Regions from separate parts of the Mus musculus genome. Here region 2 is linked to region 1. Evidence: chromatin contacts called from public Micro-C data. All regions are on one chromosome and are shown on one strand. The core of a region is the stretch at or near the end of the contact, and the rest is flanking DNA. Distances in the headings are between cores, read along the strand shown.

Evidence for each region. A called contact is a pair of places that touch in the nucleus more often than the background predicts.
Region 2: a Micro-C map of muscle stem cells shows a contact between it and region 1, with 3 times the contacts expected there. The contact joins the promoter of Tk2 here to the enhancer-like site in region 1. A contact is called at or near these places in 2 of 39 promoter capture datasets (embryonic stem cells and pre-B cells), 1 of 484 Hi-C or Micro-C datasets (muscle stem cells), 1 of 115 datasets of contacts at active chromatin or transcription factors (embryonic stem cells) and 3 of 9 other capture datasets (adipose tissue, liver and pancreatic islet).

The regions. Positions count from the first base shown.
Region 1 is chr8:104,186,856-104,194,474 of GRCm38.p6, reverse strand. The region is part of intron 2 of Bean1 (brain expressed, associated with Nedd4, 1); the gene reads right to left. Among named protein-coding and RNA genes, the nearest start is that of Gm10631, 4.6 kb to the right of the region's middle. Within about 2 kb of position 2,889, at least 73 of the 459 cell types and tissues checked have an H3K27ac peak or open chromatin away from gene starts, as enhancers often do. A contact at or near this core is called in muscle stem cells, where this site is marked.
Region 2 is chr8:104,243,953-104,251,571 of GRCm38.p6, reverse strand. Tk2 (thymidine kinase 2, mitochondrial) reads left to right here and starts at 3,014. Exons shown (of 10, transcript NM_021028.3): 1 at 3,014-3,171; 2 at 3,888-3,925. The coding sequence starts at 3,039. It overlaps Cklf (chemokine-like factor), which reads right to left and starts at 711. Exons shown (of 4, transcript NM_029295.3): 1 at 477-711. The coding sequence starts at 554.

The DNA.
Region 1 (7,619 bases), core at 1,640-4,139:
CATGCTTGGTGGCCTTGAGTCATCTTAGTGGCCTTAGCTGGCAAAATTATGCTAATTTCAGACAAAGTTTATAAACTCAAGGCAAGAAATATTACTGGAGGCAGGAACACCTCCTAGTATCAAGTCAATATATCAGGAACATATAGTTATTGGGTGAACGTACCAACTAATGAATCCCCCAAAACGTGAGAGAGAGTATTATTAGATTTGAAAAGTCATTTGAAAGTGGGAATTTTAACACTGCATCCTCAATAAGTAAGACAACAGCTATCTAGAAACTCAGCAAGGATCTGGAAGGCTTGAAGGATGCTAGCAAGCAGCTTGACATAATTGAATCTTAAGGAACACGTCACCAAGTGTTAAACCTGACGATTGGAGGACTATCTACCCCAGCACATATGGGACACTCTTTGGGATGTGTGGGTCACAGCACAAGCAGCAACAAATTCAGAGAGATTAAAGTGTACAAAATATGCTCTTTGGCTGTAGTATAATTAAAGTGGACATCCACAATAGAAAGATACATGAAAAATATCACACCGGCTCCTCCAACAGTGTGACATTGCACACCTTTATGAGAGGGAGGAATTATAGCCCCGTGGTTGCTCTCCTGTTTTCCTGACCTGGAACAGAGCTCTGGGGTGTCTGAGTCTGGGACACATTAAATGTGGCAGAATTTTGTCTCTGAGTCCATAGACGTTTCCCCAGTATCCAGAATTAACCTCAAAAAGTTTAGCAGTGTAATGTGTCATTAGTAGAAAGAGAAATATCTATAGGAATTTTAATCTTGCAACATGGCCACTCTGGCAAAGGATCACATCCAAAGATAGGATCCAAGCAGAGAGCAGACACACCCAGGATTATAGTATGATCTAGCTGGGGTATAGACACATCCTTAGTACACACCTTTAATCCCTAATACTAAAGGTAAGGTTAGTTTGTAGAAGGAAGCAGCCATGTTTTTAAGTGATGTCTAATTGAGAGGCAGACAAAGTGATGAATCAGAGAAAGATTTTTACAGAATGAATCAAAGATAGGATATGCCCAACTCTTAGGAGAACAGCACAGGAAAGAGATGTTACTTAAGAGGGCAACACACAGAGAGAACAAGCTAGACGCTGGTGGTGGTGGTGGTGGTGGTGTGGCAGTTTTACAGGGACAGTTTTACAGAGACAGGTTACAGAGAGAACAAGCTAGACACAAGTGAAGGCAGAATGAGCCAGAGAATGAGAAGGGGCCAGAATTAGAAAATATTGCCAAAGTTAGTATGAGGCTAAGCAGAGTGATTCAGTCAGAAGCTGAGAGAAGCCAGTTTGAATCAGTCAGCTTGAAAGATTAGGTTGGCTAGAAGCTTCTAGGCCTAGGTCTAGGTATAGTTAGAACAGATAAAGCAATGCTCTGGGCTCAACCTAAGCTGTACTGTATATTTACACAGCTTGGACAAGGCTCTTATCTCATCCCTCCATCTGAGGAAATAAAAGTGACATTTATAGAACTAGGCCAGCCCAAGTTACAGAGCAATATCAAAAGTCATGGGTCCAAAGCTGCCTCTGTTGCCTGCCTAGCACCTATTGAATGATTTGAGTCCCTTGACTCATTTGTAAAACTGGAGCAGTGTCCTCTGATGTAAGCTAATCAAAACACACTGGCTAACAGGATGGCTGGCTCATAACAGGTGTTCAGTATATGGAATTAAGCCTTAGAACCCTGAAGGCATTTCCTAGAAGCAGATCTAAATGTGAAGACTATCAGACATGGTGGCACACACCTTACTTAAATCCCAGCATTCTGGAGGCAGGGGATCTCTTGAGTTCAAGGCCAGTCTAGTCTACATAGTGAGTTTCAGGACAGCCAGAGCTACACAGGGAAGTCCAATCTTGAAACAGCAGCAGTAGCAGCAGCAGCAGCAGCAGCAGCAGCAGCAGGAGGAGGAGGAGGAGGAGGAGGAGGAGGAGGAGGAGGAGGAGGAGGAGGAGAGAAGGCAGCAGCAAAACCAAACAAAAATAAACTGGAAGGGCAAAGCCTTAACACTTGAAGAGTGAAATCCCATAAATACCTTCATGACTTCAGAACCTTTAAGTAGGACACAAAAGGTTCTAATAATTTAGAATGTCTGCACTGAAGTGAAGAATACTAATGGGAGTTTGGGCCACACGGTGGGACCAATAGGACACTGCGAGGGTTCAAGGGTTGCCCAGGGACTGAGATGTGAACAGAGTCAAAGTCAGATCTGAAGCAGGCAGGGTTGCTAAAAAATGACTTGTGGGATATATCTCATCATTAACCATGTGCCCCAGGATGGTGCATCCCACTGTGTGGCCCAAACTCCCATTAGTGTTCTTCACTTCAACGCAGACATTTTAAATTATTAGAACCTTTTGTGTCCTACTTAAAGGTTCTAAAGTCATGAAGGTATTTATGGGACTTCACTCTTCAAGTGTTAAGGCTTTGACTTCCAGTTTATTTTAGTTTGGTTTTGCTGCTGCTGCTATTATTGAACACCTCTCTAAGCTGTTTGTCTACTGAGACACGAAACAATCCTCTCCCTCGTCTTCCCAGAACCATCCTTTCCCCCATGATTAGCTTTTCACCCAAAACGGGCTTGTTCTTCGCTGGATACACAAGCGATTAGTCATGCCATCCATTACGGCCGCTCAGTGTCAAACAGCACTAACAGCCGGACCCATCTGCGATGATGCAGGAAAGTCAATTTAAAAAAACCCAGGCTTCGTGTTCATGCAGAGAACCCAAGACAGCCTGCCTTTCTTCAAATGATAAGAAGCCCCACGGGGAATCCTTTGCAGAGAGAAATATGCAGTCCTCAGCCACAGCTGACAGGAAGTGTGTACTGTTTACCCAGGGTGTCTCTGAGTGATGGCTTGCCTCAGCCGTGCCTCTGGAACCTCCCACTACCTGACTCAGGGTTGAGCTGAGTTGCCTCTGGGCCCCACTGCTACATACAGCTGACGGGAATGTTCTTGGTTACCAACTTAAACTGACAGACAGACCTTCATTTGGCTTTTTATATGTCTTGGCATTATCATTTATATCAAAGCCAGTGTCAAACCTAGGGAAGGGGCTGTGTGTCCCTTCGTTGCAAATGTGCTTCATCAGCTTGCCAAACCCATGGCATTTGTGTGAAGACAACTGTGGACAGCTGGGCCTTTCATTTCTCAAATCCCAGTTCAGGAGCTAAGACTGAACAGAACCTGACATGGGCATGACAGCTAAAAATTTACTACGCCAGGCTGGGAGCCTCAGCCTCACCCTTCTACTGAGGTCTGGTGCTTTTGACTTTACACTCAGTATAATTTATATTTTAAAAGAACTTAAAGATCGTGGGCCAGATTTCAGAAGATACCAATTCAGTTGTAAATTACACACTGTCTGGGTTGCTGATAGTCATGTTGTTGTAGATAATTGGATTTTATGCTTGGCAGACAGGCCAGCACATCACTACTGCAGGTATAATTGATCACCCTACTCCTCCACAATGCCACTGTCCCCAAGGTTGACAGTGTGCTGATGACGTACTATGCATGTGTAATGGCCATGTGTCCTCTAATGTCCTTAAAATGTCAGGACCAGTGTGCATACTTTAAAGTACGACAGATCCCTCTTTACCTTGAAAAGAAAGGGAGATTTCTGAAAAAGCTTAAATTATTTCGTGAGTGCTCTTTAAATGTCATTACAAATGTATTTACTGCAGTCTGAAATGTCAGTAACAGTAGAGGAAAACCTCTTCCACAAGATTGCTATGTGACTGAAAGTACTCAACATAGTTTTTACATTTGTAAAGTTTTATTCTAGGAATGGTAGTGATAAACTCTCTACTCCCAAGGAGTACAAGAATGTATTCATAACCTCATATTCAGTTAAAGATGTATAAACTAAATAATTGCATATATGAAAATTAACCTATATTTTATGGACTGAAAAAGTAGGCATATTCTATTAATCCAAAGGTACCACAATGAAAAACAGAGGCAATCTCTAATCAAGAAGATTTTTTTCAATAATATGTCCAAATGAGAAGTCATTCACAATATATAAAGAGTACCTAGAAATCAATAATAAAAGCACACTGTAAATGGGCAAAAGACTTGAGAGGTTCCTTAACAAGAGAGTTTGAAGTACTACATGAAGTTACCATAGAAATTCAAACTAAAACCACCATACACTATCTCTGTTTCCTACGTGAATGGCTGAGATGAGAAACTTAGACTACACTCACTGTTGTCAGAGCATACAGTGGTCAGAAATCTCACATTTGCTCATAAGAGGTCAGGCTGGAACAGCCACTATGGAAATGTTTAGCTTTACCCTTGAAAACTTAACGTATGTATATCCTTCCACCCAAGCTCCTCCTCCTAGGTGGGATGCCTTTTTATATGTTCACTGTGATGGCTATGGGCAGCTACTAAATAAAAACTAATTAAATTAAAAGAAACCCATCTTTTTATTTACACTAACCATTTGAGTGCTCAGTAGCCACATGTGGCTTGGGCTGTCTATACTGAACAGCGAAGACAGCATTTTCATTACTGAAGAACTTCTCTTGGATATCACTGTACTAGAATATCCACAGCATGGCTATCCGTGCATCATCTCACAATGAGAACACCCAGATGCCCACTAGAGTAGAATGATGTATTTACACAAAGGAATACTACCTAGTGGAGAGACTACTTCATCTACAATTATACTCAATGAGGTAGGTAAAGTGTGCAACACACTATTGATCAAAATAACATACTACATGATCCCAATAAAGTGAGATACACAGCAAACACTATTTGTGGATGTCATTGACACAGGAGAGCAAGTGGGGAAACATATGAAGGAGACCTGGGTGCAGGTGAGACGGTGTTTCCCCACAGGGCCATGCTCAGTTTGTGCGAATCCTTTGAGCTGTGCCCTGGTGATGGTGCACCTTTCTGTATGCAGAAAAGAAGGAAAAAGGATGGAAAAAAGAGCCATGAGGGAGGAAGGAAAGTGTGATGGGGAAAATAAAAGAAGGCAGAAGGGAGGAAGGGTTTCAGATTCGTAGTTTGTCAATCTCCAGGATGTAACGCCTCTACCATGGTGATTTTAGAGCTACCAGTAGTTAACCCATTTGCTCATGAAACTCCTAAATATTTTTAACTATTGGCTCTTGAGGGTGACATTTCTGCTGAGTGAGAGAAAGAGAGAGAGAGAGAGAGACAGAGAGAGAGACAGAGAGAGAGACAGAGAGACAGAGACAGAGAGAGGCAGAGAGAGAGACAGAGAGAGAGACAGAGAGAGACAGAGAAAGAGAGAGAGAGACAGAGAGACAGAGACAGAGACAGAGACAGAGAGACACACAGAGAGAAAGGAAAAGAAGGAAAGAAAAAAATCCCTAGAGACCAAGCAGGGTAGGGACGCTCAGCACTCCCTCCAGAGGTAGAGATTCAAGTACCTGAAGCTTGAAATAGGGTAAGGGCTGCTCCATCTAGGAGCTAAAGTTAGGTTCCTCTGACTGTCCCCGGCATCTTAAATGAGGATGTGTGTGTGTGTGTGTGTGTGTGTGTGTGTGTGTGTGTGTGTAGGGACATGTGAGGTGGGAGCAGGGACCGTGCAGTGATCTTTGTCCCTTGAAGCAGCTCTGCCAGTTTCCCTTTCGAAGGAGTCTGGTCTTCCTATTTAGATCTCTCTCCTGGGGTACTTTCTCACTCGTGTGTGGCAGCCACACTTAATTCTGAGACAGGGGACTGACGTGGTACCAACTCATACACTCTGAGACCTCATCCCGCTCCTTCTCTGCACTTGGTTACCAAGCCTATGGTAAGAGAGAGTTGGGACAGCTCCTGCAGATGGCTTATATCTAGCCTGCATCGCAAGGCTGGGTGAGCTGGTTTACATCTGGGCAAGGGGAGGGGGATCCTGATGACAGCTGTCAAAATTGCTGGACAGTCACTGTGCCAATCTGGGGCTGATGGGAAGGGAGAGAAAATCTTGGGGAGAGGGGCAGTTTTAGGAGGACCCTACAGGGAAGTCTGAGTGTAGCTTCACGGCTATCACAGTGGGATTAAAAGTCAGGAAGGAATCAACCTTATTGAGCATACTCTGTGTTCACCAAACCCTCAGGTCACATTGGAAACTTGGCCCAATTATCCCATTTCACAAGGGGCTAAGCAGTGATTCAGAGGAGTTAACTACATTTGCTCCAGTGTTGGCTGAGCCTGGCTCCTACTTAAGTGCTGCCCATGCATTAGGGCACACCTACTCAGTCCACAACCTACCCTCTGACCCTTTCCTGCTGAAGACACATTCCATCCAGGGATGCAGGAGCAGAAGGCTGGTTGGGGGCTGAGGGGCGACAGGTGGTGGGGGTGGTGAGGAGTGCGGAGGGCAATGGGCAGAAGGATGATCACAAGGATGAGTGTCTCCTAAACTGCTGAGGGAGGTGCCCTCAAGTTTCAAGGAAGAGGGGTGGGTTCAAAGAGCAGCCTCTAGAAGCAGATGGTTCAGTGACTCACGGGGGATGCAGGGTCCCTGGGTTTCCCCTCCAGGTTCTGCTCCCTTGTTTCTGAAGCAGACAGGCTGTTCATTTCTGTGGTGGCATCATAGAGGACAACCTGCCTCTCTCAAGCCCTGGGAAGCCTTCCAGGTGCAGGGGTGGCTAACGCATGGGAGCCCTTGGCAGAGGAATAGCAGAGTGCTTACACATCCTTTAGCTGCAGAGTAGGCTATCCTCCATGAACCTGGCTTTAGGTGACAACTTCAGGGATCACTGTGCTCTTGGCAAGACCACTAGGTGTGGAGATCATTTGCCCTCCATCCACGCAATGCTCACGCTCGAGTTCCTTCTCTTCCCGCACTGTTGTCCCACACGTGTCCTGTCCTGCCGGTGGCTTCATCCCACTTCTCAGCACCCAGACACTGACAGCTCCCCAATTTACATCTCCAGCTCCAGACTCACCCTTGAACCCACCAGGCTCATATGTCTGGCTGTCTGCCTGCCTCTCCACCCTGGTGTCTACACAGCATCTCAGATGTAGTGCGCCTTCAAGTCCAGCCCAGTCAGGTTGCCAGCTGACCTAGGACTTTCCCCAGCTCAGTCAGTGACAGACTGGTCCTTCCGTGTGTGTAGCTCCAAGATTCTCTTCTTTCCTCATTCACACCATATCTGAACAACTTCACTTTCCAGTCTGTTTCCAGCTTCAATTTCTGCCCTAGGCCCTCTCACTACATCCTGGATTACTTCCTAGCCTCCTGACCACCTCCACCTCTCCTTTGGTCCCCCCTCCAGCCTCTTTTGCCATACCAGGGTAATTGAAACTTTTTTCAGCTCATAATCTTCCAAAGATTCCCAGAAAGCAAAAGCTGAAATCTGACCATGGCTTCCAGGGCCACACATCATATGACTGATGTGCCAGCTCTGGTACCTTCCGTGCATTCTTCAAGGCCACTGTTCCTCTTGTGCTGGAACAAGCCCTACCAGCTCCCATTGCTGAATGTTCCCACTCAGTGTTCTTTTCTACAAGACACGGGTATGACTCAGTCTTCCTGCGGATAACCCATTCACCATCGCACCAAACAGTGTTTATATTTTTTGACAATTGTATGTGTGTGGGTGTTTTGCCTGCTGTATTTGC
Region 2 (7,619 bases), core at 1,765-4,264, 57 kb before region 1:
CAGAACAGACTGCAATGCCCCTGTTAGGGCTTGGAGCCCTAATACGGGCAGTTTCCTCTTTGCTCTCGCTCTGGGTTGTATCCGCTCTAAGTTCGGTAACATCCAATGTCCGACTTACAGTAAAAGACCACCAACTTAAAAAAAAAATCTTAAAAAAATATTTATGACTTTTGAGTGGTGAGACTATACAGCGCCTGGTCTGGTAGAGGTTATCACCAAGTTCGTAAAACAAGTGAAGGGTTTTCGGATAGACCCATGGGCGTGTCCCTACATCATCTGAAGGAGGAAGCCACTCTACCCTATAGTTCTTCTCCGGTCGAACTGAGCCACAGAGCAATCAATGCCTTGCGTCTGGAAAGGCGTGGCTGGAAACCAGGTGGCCGAGCAAACGCTGCTCCAGGCTTCCGAACCCAGTCTTCTCTACCCCGGAGCACTCCTGACTACCGACCGCCCTGCATTCCCGCCCTGGTCCTCACCAACCGCAGGAACTTCACAAAGCATTTCAGAGTACAGCAGAAGGGCCGACGGCTTACGACCGGCCGTGGAGTCTCCATCTTGCCCACAGACCCAACAGTCACGCCTCTCTTTCAAGCCTTCTCGATTAATGGCTCTTTCCAGGACTCGCGCCACCAGCTCAACTGCCGGGGCTGGGCCTGCGGCACCGCGCTCAGGCCAAGTCCGGGCGCGCCTGCGCACTAGCGCGGGCCGCCCACTGGCTCCGCCTCCTGGTCTCTTAAGTTCCTAACTCTTGCTGACACCTGTCTAGCCTAACCCAAGCCAGGTCCCCACCACTGCTCCTCTGCCCTGGAGCTTTCCTGTGGAGAAGCACTGTTGGAGTAGGCGAGAAAAACCCAAGAATGCCAGCCCAGCCTCTTCGCCATTTGAGCATCTCAAATGCCACCTCCTTAGGATTTCCCTTGGTTACCTTGTCTAGTCATTCCTCAGCATTTTTTTTTTTTTTTTTTTTTTTTTTAGATCCCATCCAGATTACAAGTATAATATCCCCCAGGAAAACGTTGATTCACTGGTAGTAAGTTAGACTTAGGCAAGAGAAGTTCCGATGTTCTGTTAGTCTGGTTGACCACGGATAATGAAAATGTATAGTTTTATTTAAAAACTAAAAGGCTACAAGAAAGGAATTTGGCCGTTTTCAGCACAGAAATTATTCCGAAGAGACAGACTTATCCTGATATGAATATCACACAATGTGCACATGTAATAAAACATCCAATGGTATCTTGTAAATAAATACAATTATGTATCAGTTAAAATAAAAAATATAAATTCTATAAAGCAAGGATCTGTCTGCTTCTCTGCTCGAAGGGTCCCCATGGTCTGGGCCACTCATCAATAGCTATAGAATATATAGCCTGAACTTATGGCCTGGCCCTGTTAGTCTGTCCTTGCTCTCAGAACGTGCAAGCCTGTCTCTAGAGTACTTTTCGCCTCCCACTGCTGTTAGTTGTCCCACAGTTTATAAAGTGCTCCGGTGTAGCCAGGACAAACCATCTTGGAGCATTTCATGATGATAGACACAGGAAGAATATGTCACTTCCATTATGTGAATTAAGTCTCATGATTTCTTTTGGAGAACTGAATAACCACCCGTCCTAGTTTGCTTCTCTGTGATAAAACAAACACTGACCAAAAGCAATTTGGGGGAAGAAAGGGTTATTTGGCTTACAGGAGGGAAGACAAAGTAGGAACTCAAGGCTGGAACCGGAGGCAGAAGAAGCAGAAGCAGAAGAACTAAGAGTGTTTATCAGCTTCAGTAGTTCTCTGGTTTGCTCATTCATAAAGACCCGCAGCTCACCTGCCCAGGGACAGCATTGCCCATAGCAAGGAGGCAAAAAACAAAAACAAAACAAAACAACAACAACAACAAAACCCCTCCTTCATCAATTAGCAACAGGAATATGCTCCACAGACATGCGCACAGGCCAATCTGCCGCAGCCAGTTTCTCAATTGAGGCTCCCTTTCCCGAGGTGTTTCTAGTTTGTGTTGCCTTGGTAAGAATTAACTAGCCCACAACCCCAGTCCATTTAGATCTCTTTGGATCCTGCCCATCTAAGATCTGTTCATTTGGCTGAATCTGATCAACAGTTACCAACAATCTCACCCCAAGACGCTCACACACACACACACACACACACACACACACACACACACAACTGTCGACTTTGAATTTGAAGATTTTATTTGCCTTTACTAGGTGCCTAGCAAATAAACAGGAAGCCCTGTTAGGGTGATGGCTTTTTTGTTACAGATCTAAAAGAGTAAAACAAAACCCAGAAAATGTCTTTCTTCATTTTGCCCAAGACGACTGCCAGCATCTTGCCACCTGGAAGAAGTGGAAATCTTCTTTACACGCATTGTAACTGCCCATATACAGTCAAGGCGGCAACATCTGGGCTTATTGGTCTTGAATGGGTGAATTATAGTACCCAAGCTTATTTTTGCTTACAAGTTGGCCTTACATGCTTTTTTTCTTATCCCTTTTTTGTTCATTCAGGGGAGATATTCGTTATGCTTTCCCGAGGAACATTAAAATCCAAACGTTGAAAATGTCAAAGACTGTAACATTTGGGAACAATGGCTTTCACGGCCCTCTCACCTGTGTCCCTCACACTGTTTTTTGTGATGGTGGGGATTAAACCTAGGAGGGCCCTTTGAAGCCCAAGGACAAGCTTGGAAAATGTTCCCAAGTTTGACAAGGTCTACTTGCAGAGTATTTTCGAAGGAAAATACAGGACATCCTGAGTAGGCGGTGCGAGGTGTGGATGGAGCCGGCAACCAAGGAAGTAATCGGATATACTAAGCAGTCCCCGGCATTATTATGCCATCCATTCTCTAAATCTACTTGGGTCAGGGCCATTCTGCGGTCTGTAAGTGGGGAAATCCTCACTTTGAATCTCTTCGGTGTAGCCTAGAGGGAGAAATACTAGCGGATCCCTTAAGGGGCGGGGCCGGACAAGGGGTGGGGCGGGGCTCCAGGACGCACCGGAAGGAAGTAGGACTTGCACATCAGCCAGGGACTATGCTGCTGCGGTCGCTGCGTAGTTGGGCTGCCCGGTCCCTGCGTAGCGTGGGCCCGGGGAGCTCCGGGAGCCCCGGGAGCCTCGATTCGGGCGCCGGGCCGCTGTGGGCACCTCGCCGCGCCTGGCCTCCGGGTAACTAGTGCTTTTGTGCCACCTCGTAGGGGCCACACTGAACCCCGCCCCCTCACCTGCTAGTCCCCAGGAAGGGTCTGGGGACTGTGGGACCCTAATGAACTGTCAGGATCGGCACTTAGTGGGGCTCAAACGCGGCTTCTCGGCCCATTTTTTTAATTTTTATTTTTTATTGTCAGATTCTTTAGGCTTGGGAGGTGGCTAGTTGGGGCACGAGCTGTATTTAATCAGCTCTTAGTGGATGCAGGTGTCTGCGGACCTAGGGGGCGGGTTCAGGCTTGCGACTTTCTCCTCTTGCTGGCAGTGCGGATCTTTCTCTTCGGAAATGGAAGCCAGGTGACATAGCTTTCATTGGCCTCGGGCTGCTGCTGCCAGGTGGGTTGGCAGTGTTGCCAGTCTTGGCCTAGACAGCCTGGGTCCCAACCCTTGGAATCTCTCAGAGTGTAGGTTATCCCTGGGTGCGCTGTGAAGATCCTAAGCACACAATCCAGGTGAAACGGAAAGTAGAATGTACCGAGCAAAGGAAACTAAGCAAGCACACATGGGCCTGGGCCCAGTACAGCGACACATACGGACCCAACTGTAGAGAGTCCCAAGAATGGCAAACATTTTTTGTAAGCCAGGGAACACGCATACGCAATGACTGTGTGGTCATTTATCAGGTCAGCACAGAGCAGAGTGAATAATTGAAACATCGATTTCCTTTCCTTTTTTAGATAAAGATAGAGAAAATGATAAGGAGAAAAAAGCAGTGGTAAGTTTCTCTTTGCATGCTTTCTCCAGCGTAATTTCGGTTTGGTTTTGTTTTTTTTTTTTTTTTTTTTTTTGAGGCGGAGAACAAAAACAATGGTGCGCACAGTGAAAAACCAAACCCAAGACGATATCCAGGGTCACAAATCTCTCTTCCTTCTTGTGGCCCGGTTCCTCTCCTTAGATTCCATCACCGTTAGCCATTTCTTGTGTGTACGGGCGGGAGTGGGGCCTCGAGCTGCATTCAGGTAGTAAGCACTCATGTTCAGGTGTTTGTGAACTGCCAAAGATGCTGACCGAGCCATCTAAACGGCTTAAATTGCATCTATTTGCTTCACTGCCGATTGCCCCGCCCAGATGTGGGGGGAAGTGTTCTTCTCACTTCCTTCTGCTGTCTAGTGGAGACCAGAGAATCCACGAGGGACCTCAGGGTGGCCTCAGTCAGGAGGTGCTTGACAGGCAGGCTCTGGGGGTTGGGGCTGTGAGGTCAAAGGAAGTGCAAGTTAGACAGGTTTAAATGTTGCAGCAGTATTTTGGTTACCACCAGCCCAAGGGTTCAGTTTCTTCCTTTGAGATCATCTCACCCCAGGCTGGCCTCAAACTTGTGATCCTTCGGCTTCGACCCCTCCTGAACACTGGGATTTCAGTTGTGTGTCACTCCCAAGTGGTCAGGGCCCGTTTCTGTAAGGGAGCTGAAAGCCTTGAGCTCAGATGGCTGGGGAGAAGGCAGCTGGAGCACCTTAGTGCCTCTGGAGGGTGGAAGGTGTGCCCTCCTGTACCCCTTGGTGGGGCAGTGGAGGTAGTCAGGAGGAAGGCGTGTCCCTGGGAAGCAGGAGTGACATCACAGGAAGAGGAGGCTTGGTTTTCAAGGCTGGAGAAATGGCTCAGCAGTTAAGAGCTCTTGTTGATGTTACAGAAGATTCAGGTTTTTGTTCCTAGCACTCACGTGACAGCCCACAAACTGTTTACTTCCAATTCCAAAGGATCTGACCCCGCCTCTGCTGCTCTTCATGGACACCAGGCATACACTGGAGCACAGACGTACAAGCAGGCAAACCATTTATCCATATAAAATACATCTAAAAAGTTAGAGGAGGAAGGTGGTGGTGGCGGCACAGGCCTTTGATCCCAACACTCGGGAGGCAGTTCTCTCAGTTGAAGGCCAGCCTGGTCTACAGAGGGATTTCCAGGACAGCCAGAGTTACACAAAGAAACCCTGTCTTAAACAACCAAAATAAATAAATAAAATGAATGAAGGAGAGAAAGAAAATATGGATAGCTAGTGACATAGAATTTGTATTTGTAATTGTTGAGCTAACCTTGCCAAGTGTTGGACCTGTTCTGGATATGGTCTGATGCACCCCTGGGTGTACAGTAGCAGTTTGTAGAAAGTGGTAGTGTGGAGCCTGGTCTCAGGCTCAGGGTAGCCATTTAAGTACATTTTTGTGTGGGAGGCGCTGGGCTGGAACCATGAGACTTGAAAACAAAGCCATTGGCATTGCGCACGGTAACCTGACAGACGGGACAGTAAAAAGGACATCAGTGAATCTAGAAAGCAGTGAGTGAGCTTGGGGCTTTGAGGAGGGGACTCAGGACTCTGTGCAGCCTTGGGAAGCCTTGATGCCCCCTGAGAGGTAGAGGAGAGGGGACTGTAGTTGTAAGAATGTAGAGAGAGCCGTAGGCTGGCTTTATAGTCTGTCCTTAGATAGTGGAGGCTTGGAAGTGTTCAGAGAAATTGGGCTAGATGCCAACGTCAGAGTCACCAAAGGACTTCACCATAAACTGTGTAATTTTTACTAATTTATTTATTTATTTTTTAAGTTTTCGAGACAGGGTCTCACTGTCTTACCACGTAGCCCTGTCTGAATTGGAAATCACAGATCCTCCTGCCTCCGCCTCCCTAGTGCTGGCATTAAAGGGTGTATCATGTAACCTTTGAGGAGTAGAAATTTATTTGTTTCGTGTTTCTGGGGGCTGGAAAGTTCAAGGTTGAAGGACTAATATCTGCTGGAGGCTGCATATGTGTTTCATCCCATGGAAGAGAAGAGAAGACAAGACCAGACCCACTCCACAGATCATGCCTTTTTTTATCAGGAACCCATCCACTGATAACTGCCCTACCTCCACAATACTACTCCCGAATTCGCCTCCACAAGTCACTCTTTGTGCATGACTGCTCTATTTGCAGGTACACCTGCATGCCAGAAGAGAGCATCAGATCCTATTACAGATGGTTGTGAGCCACCATGTGGTTGCTTGGAATTGAACTCAGGACCTCTAGAAGAGCAGCCAGTGCTCTTAACCACTGAGCTATCTCTCTAACCCCCACCAGTCACTCTTGATGGCGGAGTTCACACAATCTCTCTGCAAGGTCTAATCTCTCAACACTGTTGTACCGGGGACTAAGTTTCCAGCTTGTGAACTTTAGGGGATGCATTCAGATCGTAGCACTGCCACGCACTGTGGTCCGACTTGCCTTTCAGGGTGAGATGGTAGGGATCACAGCAGGAGAGCTGTGGGGTAAGCTGAGAGGTACAGAGGAGTAGCGAGGTCTCCCTCTAGGAGTAGGAGAAATGCTACTTGTTTGTCCTTGGTTTTCATTAAACATCCAAATTGATTGGCAGTTCTGTAGGGTTACGGTGATCATTACTATTGTATTGCTCCTCCCCTGACAGGGTCTCAACTGTGTCCTGGCTGGCCTTGAACTCACAGAGACCACCTATACAATGAGAATGTTTAACTTCCTTTTTTTGATATATTAAATGTTACTTAAAAAGAAAGGTGTAGAGTTGGGTATGGTGGTACAGGCCTGTAATACCAGCATTGAGGAGACTGAGGTGAGAGGTTGGAGAATTTGAAGTTATCCTGGGCAACAGCAAGACACTCACATACATCCCCCCCCCCAAATAAAAGACTTATTTACTTTATTTATATGAGTATACTGTAACTATCTTCAGACAGAAGAGGACATCGGATACAATTACAGATGGCAGATGGTTGTGAGCCATCATGTGGTTGCTGGGAATTGAACTCATGACCTCTGGAAGAGCAGCCAGTGCTCTTAACCACTGAGCTATCTCTCCAGCCCCCCTCTGTCTCTAAATAACTAAAAAGTAAAAATGAGAGTGGGTGGATTTCCGTCGTAACGCGTGCTTAGCAAGCATCAGGTAAGTTCCATTCCCAGCACCAGAGAAAGATGCTCACCCGTGCCAGTTACAGTGGCTGGAGAGTGGACTCTGCTTCTGGGGGAGAGTGGGCTGAGCCGCGGCACAGACACAGAACTTTGAGCCAAGCTGCCTGCATCCTACAGCAGCACAGCCTCCTATCTCTGTAATCTGTTACTTTCTTTGCTACCCTCACATTTACTGTGAACACTGTTGAGGCTGGGACCAGATTTTCCATATGATGTGCTGGGCTCATAGTAGGCCTTCAAGCAGTTGAAAGACTCAAACCTGCCTGGTTTACTGCCTTGTCAAATCACCACGTATTGGTGGTAACTTCTAGCGAGGGTGTGGAGCAACAGGCTACTTGCTATATGGTAGGGTAGGCACTTCTCTGTGTGACCCAGAGGATGTGCAAGAAGGTTCTGAAGGAGCAATCTGTCTTAGATTGAACTGTGCACCTGTCGTGATCTGCTGGAGCCAAAACCAAAATATCGATTGAGGGCTTCTCTGTACAAGTCAGCAAGTTGGATCCTA